Linked DNA regions of Mus musculus: region 1 is linked to region 2. Evidence: chromatin contacts called from public HiChIP or PLAC-seq data. All regions are on one chromosome and are shown on one strand. The core of a region is the stretch at or near the end of the contact, and the rest is flanking DNA. Distances in the headings are between cores, read along the strand shown.

Region 1 (6,813 bases), core at 805-3,304, 280 kb before region 2:
TGGCTTCCCTTCCCCCAGAATAAGTCTGGGGCCATCAGTGCTCAGCACTAGCTCCGTGGCTCTTGCATCAGCCTCTGGGACATTTCTGTCATGGACAGCTAGACGGAAGGTCCTTGTTCTCTAGAAGTTATGTGGAGTTGGAGCAAGGAGGCAGAGAGTGGTATCAGTTCCCTTTGGGGATATAGATGCTTTCCCAGAAGCCTCCCAGCCAGAACGTTCTGCAGGGGGACCTGTTTCTCGGACACTTATGTCTTAACCTTCTGGACAGTTGAATCTTCTCACATCCATCACACTTTTGTATCAGGGTGAAGGGTTATTAGTGCTTGGGACATGGTGTTTTGTAGTGTAGACTGGCTTTGAACTTTCAGCAATCCCCCTGCTTCCAATTCTTTTTGTTGTTGTTTGTTTGTTTTTGTTTTTGTTTTGGGGGGGTTGAGACAGGGTTTCTCTGTGTAGCCCTAGCTGTCCTGGAACTCACTCTGTAGACCAGGCTGGCCTCAAACTCAGAAATCCGCTTGCCTCTGCCTCCCGAGTGCTGGGAGCAAGGCGTGCACCACCATCGCCCAGCCTATTATGTTCTTACATTTATTTTATTTTAGTTCATTTTATTTAAGACAGGTTCTCATGAGGCTCAGACTGGCCTCCAATTCATAAATCCCCTGCCTCAGCCTCTGGAGTGTAGGGGGAATGCTTGTTTTTTTTTTTTTTAAGATTTATTTATTTATTATATGTAAGTACACTGTAGCTGTCCTCAGACACCCCAGAAGAGGGCATCAGATTTCGTTACGGATGGTCGTGAGCCACCATGTGGTTGCTGGGATTTGAACTCGGGACCTTTGGAAGAGCAGTCGGCGCGCTCTTAATTACTGAGCCATCTCGCCAGCCCCGGGAATGCTTGTTTATAGACACATGTGTGCCACCCTTACCCCATCCAGCTAGTCTTAGATTCTTAGGCTTTCCCCTGTTAGCCAACTTCTTATAACTTTTATGTTCAAATTATAGCATGGTTTCAGACTGAACCCATCCTGACACACAAAATGGCAGATTGCCTACTTAGTTTAGGGATCTCCTCTCAGCCTCCAGCTCAAGGACACAAATGGCTGGTAGAGGAGATAGATCCAGTCGGTTGGTCCTTCTGGCACTCTTGAGGAAGCCAATCTTCTTCATGGGTGTCAGTTACCCATGCAGTAACTCGGTTTACTGGGGCTGCCATAATTGGGTGGGAAGGACGCAGTCTCATGGGTTTTTTGTTTTGTTTTGTTTGTTTGTTTGTTTGTTTGTTTTTTGCATAGCCCTGGAGCTTGCTCTGTAGACCAGGCTGGCTTTGAACTTAAGAGATCCACCTGCCTCTGCCTCCAGAGGGCCAGGATTGAAGGAAGGCATGACCACCACCTGGCCCAGCTCTGCCTCAACTTTTCAAGCACTGGGATTACAGTTGTGAATTTATCTACTATGTGCCTTAAATTTGGATTTCTTTTTTAATATGTTTTTTCAGGAAAGGGTCTCAAGAAGTCCAGGATGCCCTTGAACTTTGCAGCCGCAGTAAGCCTTGAACCCAGAAATCTTCTGCCTCAGCCACGTTAGTATCCGGGTCAACAGGCCTGGCGCCCTAGGTCAGGCCACTGTAGTTTAGGGACTGAGTTGAGTGGTAAGCAAGAGAGATGGTCCCTTTAGGGAGATGCCAGATCTTTTATTCCCAGAGCCTTGGCCTTGCATTCCCTAGCCCTGTTTCAGAAATGACCCAGCAGAAAACGCAGGTCTGGCCTCCACAAGATAGCCTTAGCTTGACCTCAAAAAAGCCTGGCCTTTCCGCGTCCGGAGGGGCGTGACCTAACCCAAAAGAGAGGCGGGACCTAGTGAAATATTCATATCGAAAGGCACGGTAAGCAAGAGGAGGCCAGCCCAAGGGAGGAACCTAGCTCTAACTGGACCGGAAGGGACAGGGAATTTAGCAGATCCTTCCTCAAAGGGCCGGGCCTTGACGAAGCTAGCCCCGGAAGAGGCGGGGCATAAGTGGAGCCCAGCCCTAGGGCGGGGCCTGGCCGAAGGATGGGTTGGCCTGAGGGCGGGGCTTTCAGGAGCGCTCTCCGGAAGCGCAGCTTTGGTGTCCGGGAGAGGAGTTCCAGTCGTCGTCGCCGCTGCCACTGCCCGTGTGTGCCGCGTCAGTCATGCCGGTAAGTGGCCGTTCGACCCGCGGGAACTTCTGTCTCCAGCCCGGATGCACTGTTTCCGAGCCCGACGCTGCTGTCAGGGCGCAGGCCGTGGCCAGAGCTGCAGTCGTTTCTCAGTTTACCTTCCGCACGGTCCTCCGGCTTCGGGACCCTCCGGAAAGCTGCAGAGAGCAGTGTAGTGCAGAACACAGGCCTCCGGATCGCCCTAGAGAGTCTTCGAGAGGCAGCCCCATCCTTTTCTGCATAATGGGGAAACTGAGGCAGGGAGGTAGGGCAGAGAACCCATATAGGAATGCGGGTACCTGGCCTTTCCACATGCATACCCTGCCGCCTGCAGGCTTTCCAGAGAAGCATGTCTCTGTTCATCTCTCCTGCCCACACTGCCCTGCTTCCACTTCAGCACTGGGCCGACAGGGTACTTTCTTCCCCAACCAGGAATCCCAAAGCTCAGAGCAGAGTTTAAGGAGCCGAGAGCAGCGCTTATCTTGCCTTTGAAATCACCCCACTCCTTTGCATGGCGGCTTCTAGTCTCATTGCTTAATTTAAAATGAAGGCCTTACATGAGGCCTTGGCACATTACACAAGAAGAGAAGAAAAACCCCAGTGCTTGCTGGAAAGCGTTTATTGTTGGGAGCTAGCTAGGTAGGTAGGATACAAGATGGAGCCAGACCACCTGGGAAGTGCTGGGCAAAACCAGTTGTACTTGTTTGGGGGCAAGCTCTAATCTCAACTGAGTTCCGGAGATGCTGGTCTAGAGTTGTGGAGTGGAGAGCATTTTCCTCCCAGTGCCTCTCAACCCAGAGGTCTCCCAGGAGTATTCTGTGTTTTAGCAGCTTATCTTCTGGGAATGAACCTGAGGCTTCTTCCTGGTACAAATCCTTAAACCTCTCAGGTGTCATTCTTGTGGTTCCTGCCCATTGTCTTCAGACCCTGTCTGCACAAAGCACAGACCAAAAAAAAAAAAAAAACTTGGTAAAGTCCATCCTGCCAGTCAAGCTAGTCCATGTGACAGACTCCTTGGTGACCTCAGGATTCCAGAGTGGAGGCTGCCCGGCTGCTCTTCAGAGGGCAGCAGTGAAGGAAAAAAATAGCTTGAGGGCCTCTCTGTTCTGTGTCTGCCTCTGGGGACACAGGATTTAATGGGAGATGAACAGGCACCTTATCAAGACAAATTGCTAAGTGCAGGGAGGTATTGGTCAAGTGCTACCTCCAATCTAGCCAGGGAAGTAAGTCTTACCCAAGATAGTTTGCAGACCAAAGCTTAACCCAGAAACCTGAAAGTTTGCCCTTGGCTTGCCAGCTGGGCAGCCTCAGGCAAGTTGTTCTGCCTCTCTGAGCCTTTGTCTCCTCATCTGTAAAATCAGGACTGAAAACAGACCTTTCAGGACTGAGGTTGGTATTAACTGGAGTTATATCATCATATTTAACACAGCTAGTGACCCATCTGTCCCCAAGGAGTAGTGACTCTTATGTTGATGTAGGTCGAGTGGGGTAGAACTGGGTAGGCAGGCTTCCACTCCAATTTAACATGGGTCTCACTGGTTAAAAGTTCAAGTCTTGTGTCCTCTCTCCAGCCTAGGCCTTCCTACTCATGAGCTGTGTCTCCTGGGGTCAGTATTTAACCCCGGAGCTTCAGCCTTCTGATCTCTCACAAGGTAGAGTTTCCTGGCTTTTTGAATCATTGTAGCGATTAAAGGAGACATAAAGGAGACAGTGTAACAAGGTGTGAGAGAGTCGGGCACATCAGAGATGTGCAGATACTAGTAAACAGGACTCTAAGACACCAGTGTTCAAAGACTCAGCGTCCTCTAGAGGAATAGTGTCCTCCTCTTCCTCTTTCTCCTCCCCCTCCTACTCCCCCTCTATTCTCACTCTTCCAGTTCTAGTGTCTATAAAAGAATCATACCACTTACTGGCTTTCTGAAGTAATTAATATATATAATATAGTAATACAACAATATGTAGTATAACAATATATATTATACTTATGAGGATTCATTTTGTTATTATCGTTACCAAACATCACCATAGCCCAGGTTGGCTGTAAGTGAATACCTAGCCCAGGATGACTCTTAAACTCATAGCAATCTTTCTGCCTTAGCTTCTCAAGGGTTGGGTTTGCAGAAGTGAGCTGCCACACCTGGCTTATGGTTTTGTTTTGTGGTGCTAGGTGTTGAATCCAGGGCCTGTGTATACAATGTATGTGCTCTGTCACTGAGCCTCAAACCCAAGACCTAAAGAAAGGATCCTGGGGTCTAGTGGCCCTGGCGAGACACCCAGAAGGTGGAGCAGTTTAGGGAATACCCTTGTGAAGACTGGATCACCCTGTCCCTTAAGCCAACTCTGTGTCATCATGTTTAGTTGCACAATGTGTAGGCAGAGGTAGGGAGCTCTGAGCTGGAACATCGGCCTCCTGGAGCGGACCCCTGACCTCTGACCTCTGTGCTGTGAAAGAAGTCCTTTCCTGCCGTGGTCCTCAGTTTGGAGCTCAGATAACTGTTGACTTTAGCTCCTTGAGCAGCAAAAAATTATCCTCTGAAACTCCATTTCAGAGCTTCTTCTGAGAGTAGCTTGTGGAGCTATGCTAAGATTTGCCTGGAGCAAAGAAAGCCTCTCTCCCCTAGGGCCTTCACACCCATGACCTCATCACCTTAGTGAATCCTGAGCAGAAGGAAATGAATGCTTCTCTTTTCAAGCTAGAAAAATACTGCAGAAAAGGGAACATGAGGGTTGCAGGATGGGTCAGGTTGATGGCCTCTGACATCCCTGGCACACACTCCCACATGCAAATAAGTGAATAATTGTAATTTACTTGCTACGTACTATCTTGTAGCTTTAATTTTATTTGTGTGTGTGTGTGTGTGTGTGTGTGTGTGTGTGTGCGCGCGCGCATGCCACTTGTGTACAGAGACCATAAGAGAGGGCTTCAGATTCCCTGAGAGTGGGAATTACAGTGGTAACTGTAACATCCAACATGGTTCGGGAAACTCAGGTCTCTGGAAGAGTACAAGCAGTCTTAACTACTGAGCCATCAGTCTAGCCCTATTTTTTTATTTTTTGCTTTGCTTCTGAGACAGGGTTTTCCTGTGTATCCTGGAACTCACTCTGTAGACTGGACTGGCCTCAAACTTGGAGATCTGCCTGCCACTGCCTCCAGCGTGCATGGATTAAAGACATGAGCCCACACCCCCCCAGTTTTTTTATTTTTTTAATTATATGCATATACCTGTGTCAATGTGTGGGTATGTGGGTATGAGTGTGGGTGCCTGTGGGGTCCATAAAAAGGCATCAGATCCCCCTGGAGTTATAGTTACAGGCTGTTGTGAGCCTGCTAATGGGGACACTGGGATCCAAACTTGGGTCCTTTGGAAGGACAGTATGAGTTCTTAACTGCTGATTCCTAATCTTCACAAAGGAACTACAGAGGGCCCATGTCTATATTCCTACCATCACATAGCAGCTCATAGCTAGCTTTAACTCCAGTTCCAGAGGATGCTATATCCTCCTTTGAGTTCTGTGAGGTCCTGCACATACCTGGTGTGCATAAACTCATGAAGGCACACACACATATACACATAGACATAATTAAAAAAAAAGTATGCTGGATATAGCGATGCATGACTTTAATCCCGCCTCTGCCTCCCAAGTGCTTGGATTAAATACTAAAGTAATCCTAGTACTGAGATGGCAGAGGCCTGCAGATCTCTGTGAGTCTGTGACCATAAACGCAGTTTCAGACTAGCCGGGGGCCTGATGCCACAAGGTGCCCAAACATGGTTCATTCACAACATTGCATGAAATTACCTTTCGTCTGTGTACATAAATATGATTCATGTTTAGACTCGTTCTATCCCCAAGACAGCTCATTATGTGTATGCGAATATTGCCTCATCAGGGACATTTCTGCTCCCAAGCACTCAGATGAGGCTCACTCAGCTTGTCCTAGAGATATTTTGATGAGCTTCATGGGGAAGGTGGGCGTTGAATTTGGATGTGTTGTTGGGTACCTATTTATGCAGTGCTTGGGTTTCTGAGGCGGGAAGGTAGAGTTTGAGGCTCAGTATGGACAGCATACTGAGTTCCAGGCTAGTCTGGGCTACATAATAAGACCCTGTTCTCAAAGTAGCAGCAACAACAGCAACAAAACAAGGATGGGGCTGGGGGGTGGGGAGCCACTGTTTTGTTCTTGTTATTTTTGTTTGTTTGTTTGTTGTTTGTTATTTTGTTACTGCAGTTATATTACTGGTGGTTGGGATCTTGGGCTGGCTGTTTCTAAGCTCTTGGCTTCTTATTCAGAGTTAAAATAAAGGGGCACGTAGATTACAAAGTAGCACGGAAACTATTCAAAGCAAAACAATGTACTGTCTCAGTATGGGAAGTAAACCCAGGGCTTTATACATGCCAGGCAAGCAATGTACCACTGAATTACAGTCCCAGGGTGGAGGACTTTGAAAAACCTTGTTTTTCAAAATGAAGGGAGAAATGGAAAAGAGTAATTATCAAAATCCAATAACTTTCATCTAGTAGCGCTTAGTCTCATAATCTAATCTTATTAACACATTAACCATCTATTGCCCTTCAATACTTATCCCCAAACCTAGAGTCAGGACCTGGGAATGGCTGAGCAGAGTGAGTAGTAGGC
Region 2 (7,128 bases), core at 4,541-7,040:
CACATGTGGAGATATGACTTGAGAACTGCCAAAACCCCATAATAAAAAGACCCCATGCAGCTGGGAAAGGTGGATCACTGGCTGCTCTTCCAGAGGACCTGAGTTTAATTCCCAGCAACCACATGGCAGCTCACAATTATGTGCAACTTCAGTTCCAGGGGATTCAACACCTTCACACAGACATACATGCAGGCAAAGCACGAAAGTACATAAAACAAAAATAAATGATTTTTTTAGAAAAAAAAAAAGATTTTTAAAAAGACCTCACTGTAACTCTCCCTTGAGAGCTCACATCTGTGACAACCATGATCCCAGGAGCTTCATTCTCTTCTGAGCTGCTTTCTCTCTATTCTCAGACAAAACCTAACGCTGCTTTGTTTGGCTAGCCTTGGAGTCCTTCTCATCGGAGATGAGGTGATCTCTGAAAAGACACAGCAGGCAACTGTCAGTGTGGGCTGTGTCTCATCCCCAATCACTGTGGATACACTCTAGCCACTGTGTCCCCTCCCATCTCTAGGCCTCAGTTTCCCCACCATGGTACAACTCAACAAAGTGAGACCAAGTTCTCTCCAGCTGTGAGTAATCTCTTACACCTTATGGCTGGCTAAGGATACAACTCTTGTCACGCAAGTGTGAGGGCTGAAGATGGGATCTGCAAAAAAGGCACAAATGCCAGGTGGGCGTGGAGGGTCTCCTGTGATTCCAGCTTAAAAAGCAGAGATAGAGAGGATCACCAGAGCAAGCTGACTGTGAGAAGTAGCCATATCGACCAGCTCTAGGTTTGATTGAGAGATCCTACCTCAATGAATAAGGTGGACTAGTGGTCAAAACTGATTCCCAACATCAATCTTAGGCTTCCATGTGCATCCACACATGTAAGCACATATACACATGTGCACGTCACACACACACACACACACACACACACACACACACACACACAGAAAAATAAGTAATCAAGCAAGCAAACCTCTGTGACCTCTGTGGTCAGGACTGTGGCTTTGGTTACCTAGGTGGTCCAAGAATATGTTTGCAGGAAGTGTTTTAGTTGTTTGATGGGTTTCTCCAAGGCGCCAGGCAGACATAGACAAGAAAGCAGCTGCCTCCGAGACACACCTCAAGGCTCTACACTCACCCCACAGCTCCAAATGGAGTCCTAACTTGGTCACTTTAAGCATCAAATAACTCCTGTGAGACTCAGTTTGTTTGTCTGTCATGGGAGCTGATGATACCACCCACCTCAAGTAACAGCCTTGGTTTAGTGCTTGGGGTATAGGATGAAGTCACTACATGAGATCGTTATTCTGATGCAGGGAGTCACAGGCCAGAGAAAGTTTCTGAGAGAATATAGATGGGGTGGTGAATTCCCTTTTAGGTAGAAGCCTACCTAACCCAAAGTCAACTCAAGTCAACTTCCAATCCAAAGGAAGACTAATGTTTGCACCAGTTTATATGATCTCAGATAAATACACACACACACACACACACACACACACATAGGCATGATGGACTATTGTTCAGCCATTAGAAGGGATGAGATCCTGCTGTTTGAGGGTATGTGGAGATCATAATGTTAAGTAAAAGGAGTCGGACACAGGAAGATAAATACCCCTGGAATCCTAAACTAGAGAGGAGAAGAGAGGTCAGTGGAGGCCAGGTAAGGCAGAGGAGACTAGACAAGGGAAAGAAATGGTAAGAAAGGAGCAGCATAGGATACATTTCCACTCCATTACAGAAGGGTGTTTATGGCCAGCCATATTATATTATAAATAGCTACAAAAGGATACCTTTAAATTTTTTTTGACAAGGTCTCATTAGGTAGCCCTGGGTGGCCTGGGACTCTCTATATACAACAGGCTAGCCTCTGGCTCAGCGTTCCACCTGCCTCTCCCCTCCAAGTGCTGAGATTAAAGATGTGCTTCATCACACCTGGCCAAGAGAACTGCTTCGAATGCCTTGTCACAAAGATATAATAGATGTATGAGACAATGAACACTCTAAGTACCCTGGGTTGCTCAATATGGAGTCTATACATATCTCAGATAACCACACCGTGCCTATGAAGATATACTGTTGTGTTTGTTTAAAAGGAAGAGAGTTGACTCTTGCCCGGAAGAGAAGTGCAACTCACAAGATCAGTGAATGAAGAAGGCACACACAGCCATATCTTAGGCCCCTTCAAACCCCCATCCCAGCATTCCTTATTACCTCCCTAGACTATCAGGTGCACCTCAAGATCCTATGCTTCAACCTGCATACAAGAATGAAAGAAGTGGGCTGGAGAGATGGCTCAGCGGTTAAGAGCACTGACTGCTCTTCCAGAGGTCCAGGGTTCAATTCCCAGCAACCACATAGTGGCTCACAACCATCTGTAATGAGATCTGATGCCCTCTTCTGGTGTGTCTGAGGACAGCTACAGTGTACTTATATACATAAAATAAATCTTTAAAAAAAAAATGAAAGGAGCTCCCCACACCACCTCAACTCTACAGTGTGTGTGTGTGTGTGTGTGTGTGTGTGTGTGTGTGTGTGTGTGTGAGTGTGTGTGTGAGTGTGTACATTTAAGTTGTACTTGGGGTCAGTAAGTCACTTCAGAGGGTAAAGGCATCTGCCAGCAAGCCAGAAGACAAGAGCCCAGAACCCACATGTAGAAAGAGAGAGCCAGTTCCTACAAGTCATCATCCGAACTCCACACTTGAGCTGTAGTGCACTCCTGCACACGTGCGCGTGCACACACACACACACCTCTTTCTAAAGTGTAACTGAGTTACATTCACTCCTCTGACCTTCTACTCAGCCCTCAGCTTTACAGAGAACGCCCACCCATGTGTCTCTGGTCCTCCTGCCTTTAGAAGTCATATGCACTCTGGCATCTACTTCATGTAATGAGGTGGTAAGGCTCAGAGTACAGCAGTGTCCTCTCCAGGGTTCCAACGGCTTTGTGGTGGTGCCACGCTGGAATCCAGCTCTCCAGATGCCTGGCTCCTCCTGAGTCCTCACCCTTTCATCTGACCAGTAGTACCACACACTAGGAGTGTACACCTTTGTCTCACCCAACAAGGTTCCTTTTGGCCATGATATACATGAAGGGACCCTGGTCAAACACCAGTATTCCAGCTACTCCTATTCAAAAGGTCTGAAGATTAACCCCAGATTCTTAATCAATTTGGAGAGGAAAGCAAAATTGATTTCAGCCCCATCCCCTGACAATCTGCGTGTACAGATCTCATTGCCTGGAGGGAGCAAAGCTCTTTCGACAAGATGAAATCTAAAATTAGAACCAAACTGTGGAATCCCAATTGCAGGTTCCACAAAGCAGCCTGCTACTCCACAGACCAGGAATAGCACCATGTGATGGTGCCAGACAAGGGAAGTTAGGACACTTTGCAAACCACAGCCGGGCCACAGTTGACTCAGGGCAAGGACATGAAGGGTAGGGCCAGCACACTTAACCAAGAATCAGTGTGGCGATCAAAGCTGCAGGCAGCAGGCCTGCTAGGATCTGGCTAGGGTGCAGCAGGGACTCTTCCAAGGGATGAGACCTCTGTCAAACTGTCCTTTGCCTTTTGGAGCCTCAGTTTCCAAGAAACAAAACAACAGTGCTCCCCCAATGAAGTTGCCAGTTTTTTTGTGGAGTCTAGCACATACCACTGGGGATGCAGGAAGGAGCAGGAAGGGGTGGGGGTGAACCTCCTCTTTGTAGCTTTAAACATTACTATTGTTTATCTATTTGCTAGTGGGATGGGGCGAGTAGGGAATCAGAGGACAATTTACAAGAGTTCCACCAGGTGGGCTCCAGGGATCAAACTCAGGTTACCATGCCGACAGCAAGCATCTTTACTAATGAACCATCTCCCAGCCTGGGGTGAGACTCTTTAGGAGAGAAAACAAAACAAAAACAGGAACTGGGAAGAGATAAATGGCTCAGTCAGTAAAGTGTTTGCTGGGCACTAATGGGGACTAAGCTTGATCTCCGAAACCCACACAAGAGCCAAGCACAGCTTCATGTGGCTGCCCGAGGCTATAATCCCACTGCTGGTGTCAGGGTAAGGATGCAGAAACCGGTGGGATTCTGGAGCTCACTGGCCAGATTTGCTGAACTCTAGGTTCAATGAGAGACCCTGTCTCAAAATAACACAAGATGGAACTGGGCATAGTGACACATGCCTTTTGTCCCAGCACTTAGGAGGCAGAGTCAGGCTGATCTCTGTGAGCTCAAGACCAGCCTGATCTACAGAGTGAGTTTCAGGACAGCCATGGGCTACATAGTATCTCCAAACCTCTGAGTGTACACACTATGCATGTATGCATAGGACACACAGACGTGCCACAAGTTCAGAATTGCACGCCGGACCCTAGAAAGAACCCTGGTAAGGGACAGGTCCTTCAGAGTCTGTCTTAGGTGTTCCTGATACCATGGGGGTGTTTTAAGCTACACTGTTGGCACACAGTACGGCCTCGGTAAATGTTGCTTTCTGAGGAGGAGATGGTGGTGGGGAGACTGGTACAAGAAGAAAAATGCTATAATTTGTAGAAGAGGAGAGTTTGGCTGGTTCGTTTACCCTGAGCAGAGATAATGACAGAGAGCAGAATCCCAAGAAGCTCCCGAGACCATCTTCCGGTCCAGAGCTCCAACCCGGAAGCCACATTGTAACCTTAAGCAGATCACACCCGGTCGCCCCTGAAGCCCCTGAACCGTGGCCTGCCCGGGAAAACGCGCCTGGGACTCATGCAGAATTCATTCCTTTCCTTCTCCCTCCATGGAGCCTTCAGAAAGTAAAGGCACCTCTTCAGCAGTTCTCAACCTGTGGGTGGCGACCCCGGGAGGGGGGGGTGCCACATATCAACTCTCCTGCATATCAGATATTTACGTGCCAATTCATAACTGGCAACAGTTTATGAAGTAGCAATGAAACTGTTATGGCTGAGGGTCACCACAACATGAGTCACTGTATTAAGTCAGCACTATGTTTGAGGAAGACACCGCAAATCCAGCTCTTACCTCCACATATACACAGCATGCACGCATGCATACAAACACACAGACAGGCCACGAGTTCAGAATTACACGTGAAACCTTAGAAAGAGCCCTGCTCTAGGTGAGGTGCCAGCTGCCCCTCCCATCTTCTTAGAGCTGACTGCAGGCTGGTAGGACCTGGGAAGCCTGCCCTGAGATGAAGACAGGAAGGCATTTTTTTTCAGAGACAGAAATGGGTACCCCCTTAGCGGAGTGTGTAATAAATAGTTCGGCTCTCGTCATTAAAATTATCAGGATAGACTGGAAATAAGGCTCAGATGTGGACTGCTTGCCTAATATGCTTAAAGGCCTGGGTCCTGCCCCCAGTTCTGTATAAAAACAGATGCGGTGGTGGACACATCTGTAATTCCAGCACTCAGGAGGTAGAGGCAGGTGGCTCAAAAGTTCTGGATGATCCTTAGCTATCTAATGAATTACAGGCCACTTTGGGCTACAGGAGATCCTGTCACACACGAAAGAAAGAAAGAAAGAAAGAAAGAGAGAGAGAGAGAGAGAGAGAGAGAGAGAGGAAAGGAAAGGAAAGGAAAGGAAAGGAAAGGAAAGGAAAGGAAAGGAAAGGAAAGGAAAGGAAAGGAAAGGAAAGGAAAGGAAAGGAAAGAAAAGAAAAGAAAAAGTTAACTGCACTGTGGTTGATTGGGTAATATCAATAAAGCTTATGGCTCTCTTCCCAAATCCCTCCTTCCTCTCTTTCTCCCGCTGGGTTTCTTTAAGCAAGAGGAGGCGGGGTGTCCATGCAGGTGGGCGTGGTCTCATTCCAGCCAGGCCAGAGCAAGCTCTCCGGTCAGATCTACTGGGCCCAACTTGCACCTGCACATACACCTCCTTGATTGCCCTCTCCCTACCTTGAGCTTGCCCTTTCTGAAGCCATCATGTCTGTGACCAAGAGTGCCAGGAGTCCGCAGGTAGCCACCCCTCTCAATCTGGACCTTCCTGAGAGTGCCAAGAAGCTGCAGAGCCAGGATCCCAGTCCAGCGAATGGGAGCTCTTCAGAGTCATCAAAGAAGACCAAGGGCATAACGTGAGTGCAGCTCCCTCCCACCCCACGTCTGCCTCCATCAGCTTCCAGTCCGGATCTCGAGGTGGGCATGTCTGACCCTCAACCCACTGTGCAGCTGGGAACACCAAAGAGGAAAAAGTGCAGTCAGGGTCTGTGTCAAATAGGACGTTCTAGCTAGGGGCACGATTAGAATCTGAAAAGTCCTGAGAGGGAAACTGAGACCCAGCTGCTTTAAGCCACATGCTAAGATTTATTGGAAGGAAGGGGGCTAAGCACTTTTGTTAAAGTCAGTTTGGGGCTCTCAGTGTCTAGGAGGGAGGCAGAACTTGGAGGGAAGCTGGGGTCAGTATGTAAACCACAGTGGCCTCAGCCACAAGCAACAAGCAAGCCTCTCCCTGTCGCAAGCCTGGGTCCTGCTGCCGCTGGGGCTGCCATGGTACTACTCAAAGAACAGCACGTGGAAGCTTCTAGTGTCTTCCATTTCCCAGAAGATGGATTCTAGAGGAGACATTCGCAAAGATTTTTCAGAACACGACAAGCTACAGGGCTCCAATACCCTCCTCCTCCTCCTCTTCTTCTTCTTCCTCCTCCCTACTTGACTTCACTAACATAGCAGTCTAGCCAGCCCAGGCTCGTGCTTTAAGGAGCAAGTTTGACGTCATCAAGGTAGTAGGGAGTGTAATTAACAGAGGACCAGAAGGTCTGGGTTCAGGTGGAAGCCCTGTCCTTCTCTTCCCTGAAGCAAGTGTCCTCATATGGAAAGCAGGGAGGAGCAGATACGACCTAGTATATTAAAGGATGGACAGACAGACAGAGTGGGGAATGTGTGGCAGAGAGGGAGAAGGTGCTGAAGGAATGGGTACAGTCTCTCTCCACACTGCATACAAGACACTGCAGGAATGGCCTCAATGGCTCCTTTGTCCCTGGGTCTGGTCCTGGGCTTCCTAAGTGCTAGAGGTCACTGAGTGAGCTGCTGAGGCCCCTGGACCACCCACAGCAGAGCAGGGTATTTTTCAACTTTGAGAGAACCAGCTGACTCTTGTGTCCTGGATGGTCAAGGTGGCAATTTCAACTCCTTAAAAATCAAAAGAAT

Evidence for each region. HiChIP or PLAC-seq counts read pairs in DNA pulled down with a chosen protein or histone mark.
Region 1: an H3K4me3 HiChIP or PLAC-seq map of bone marrow-derived macrophages shows a contact between it and region 2, with 4 times the contacts expected there. The contact joins the promoter of Atox1 here to the promoter of Slc36a2 in region 2. A contact is called at or near these places in 5 of 39 promoter capture datasets (the C10 cell line, embryonic stem cells and second pharyngeal arch cranial neural crest), 15 of 484 Hi-C or Micro-C datasets (the 4T1 cell line, the HL-1 cell line, Th2 cells and 8 more), 21 of 115 datasets of contacts at active chromatin or transcription factors (the 230-238 cell line, the NIH/3T3 cell line, acute myeloid leukemia and 12 more) and 1 of 9 other capture datasets (adipose tissue).

The regions. Positions count from the first base shown.
Region 1 is chr11:55,456,449-55,463,261 of GRCm38.p6, reverse strand. Atox1 (antioxidant 1 copper chaperone) reads left to right here and starts at 2,054. Exons shown (of 4, transcript NM_009720.3): 1 at 2,054-2,174. The coding sequence starts at 2,169.
Region 2 is chr11:55,183,739-55,190,866 of GRCm38.p6, reverse strand. It overlaps Slc36a2 (solute carrier family 36 (proton/amino acid symporter), member 2), which reads left to right and starts at 5,790. Exons shown (of 10, transcript NM_153170.3): 1 at 5,790-6,056. The coding sequence starts at 5,908.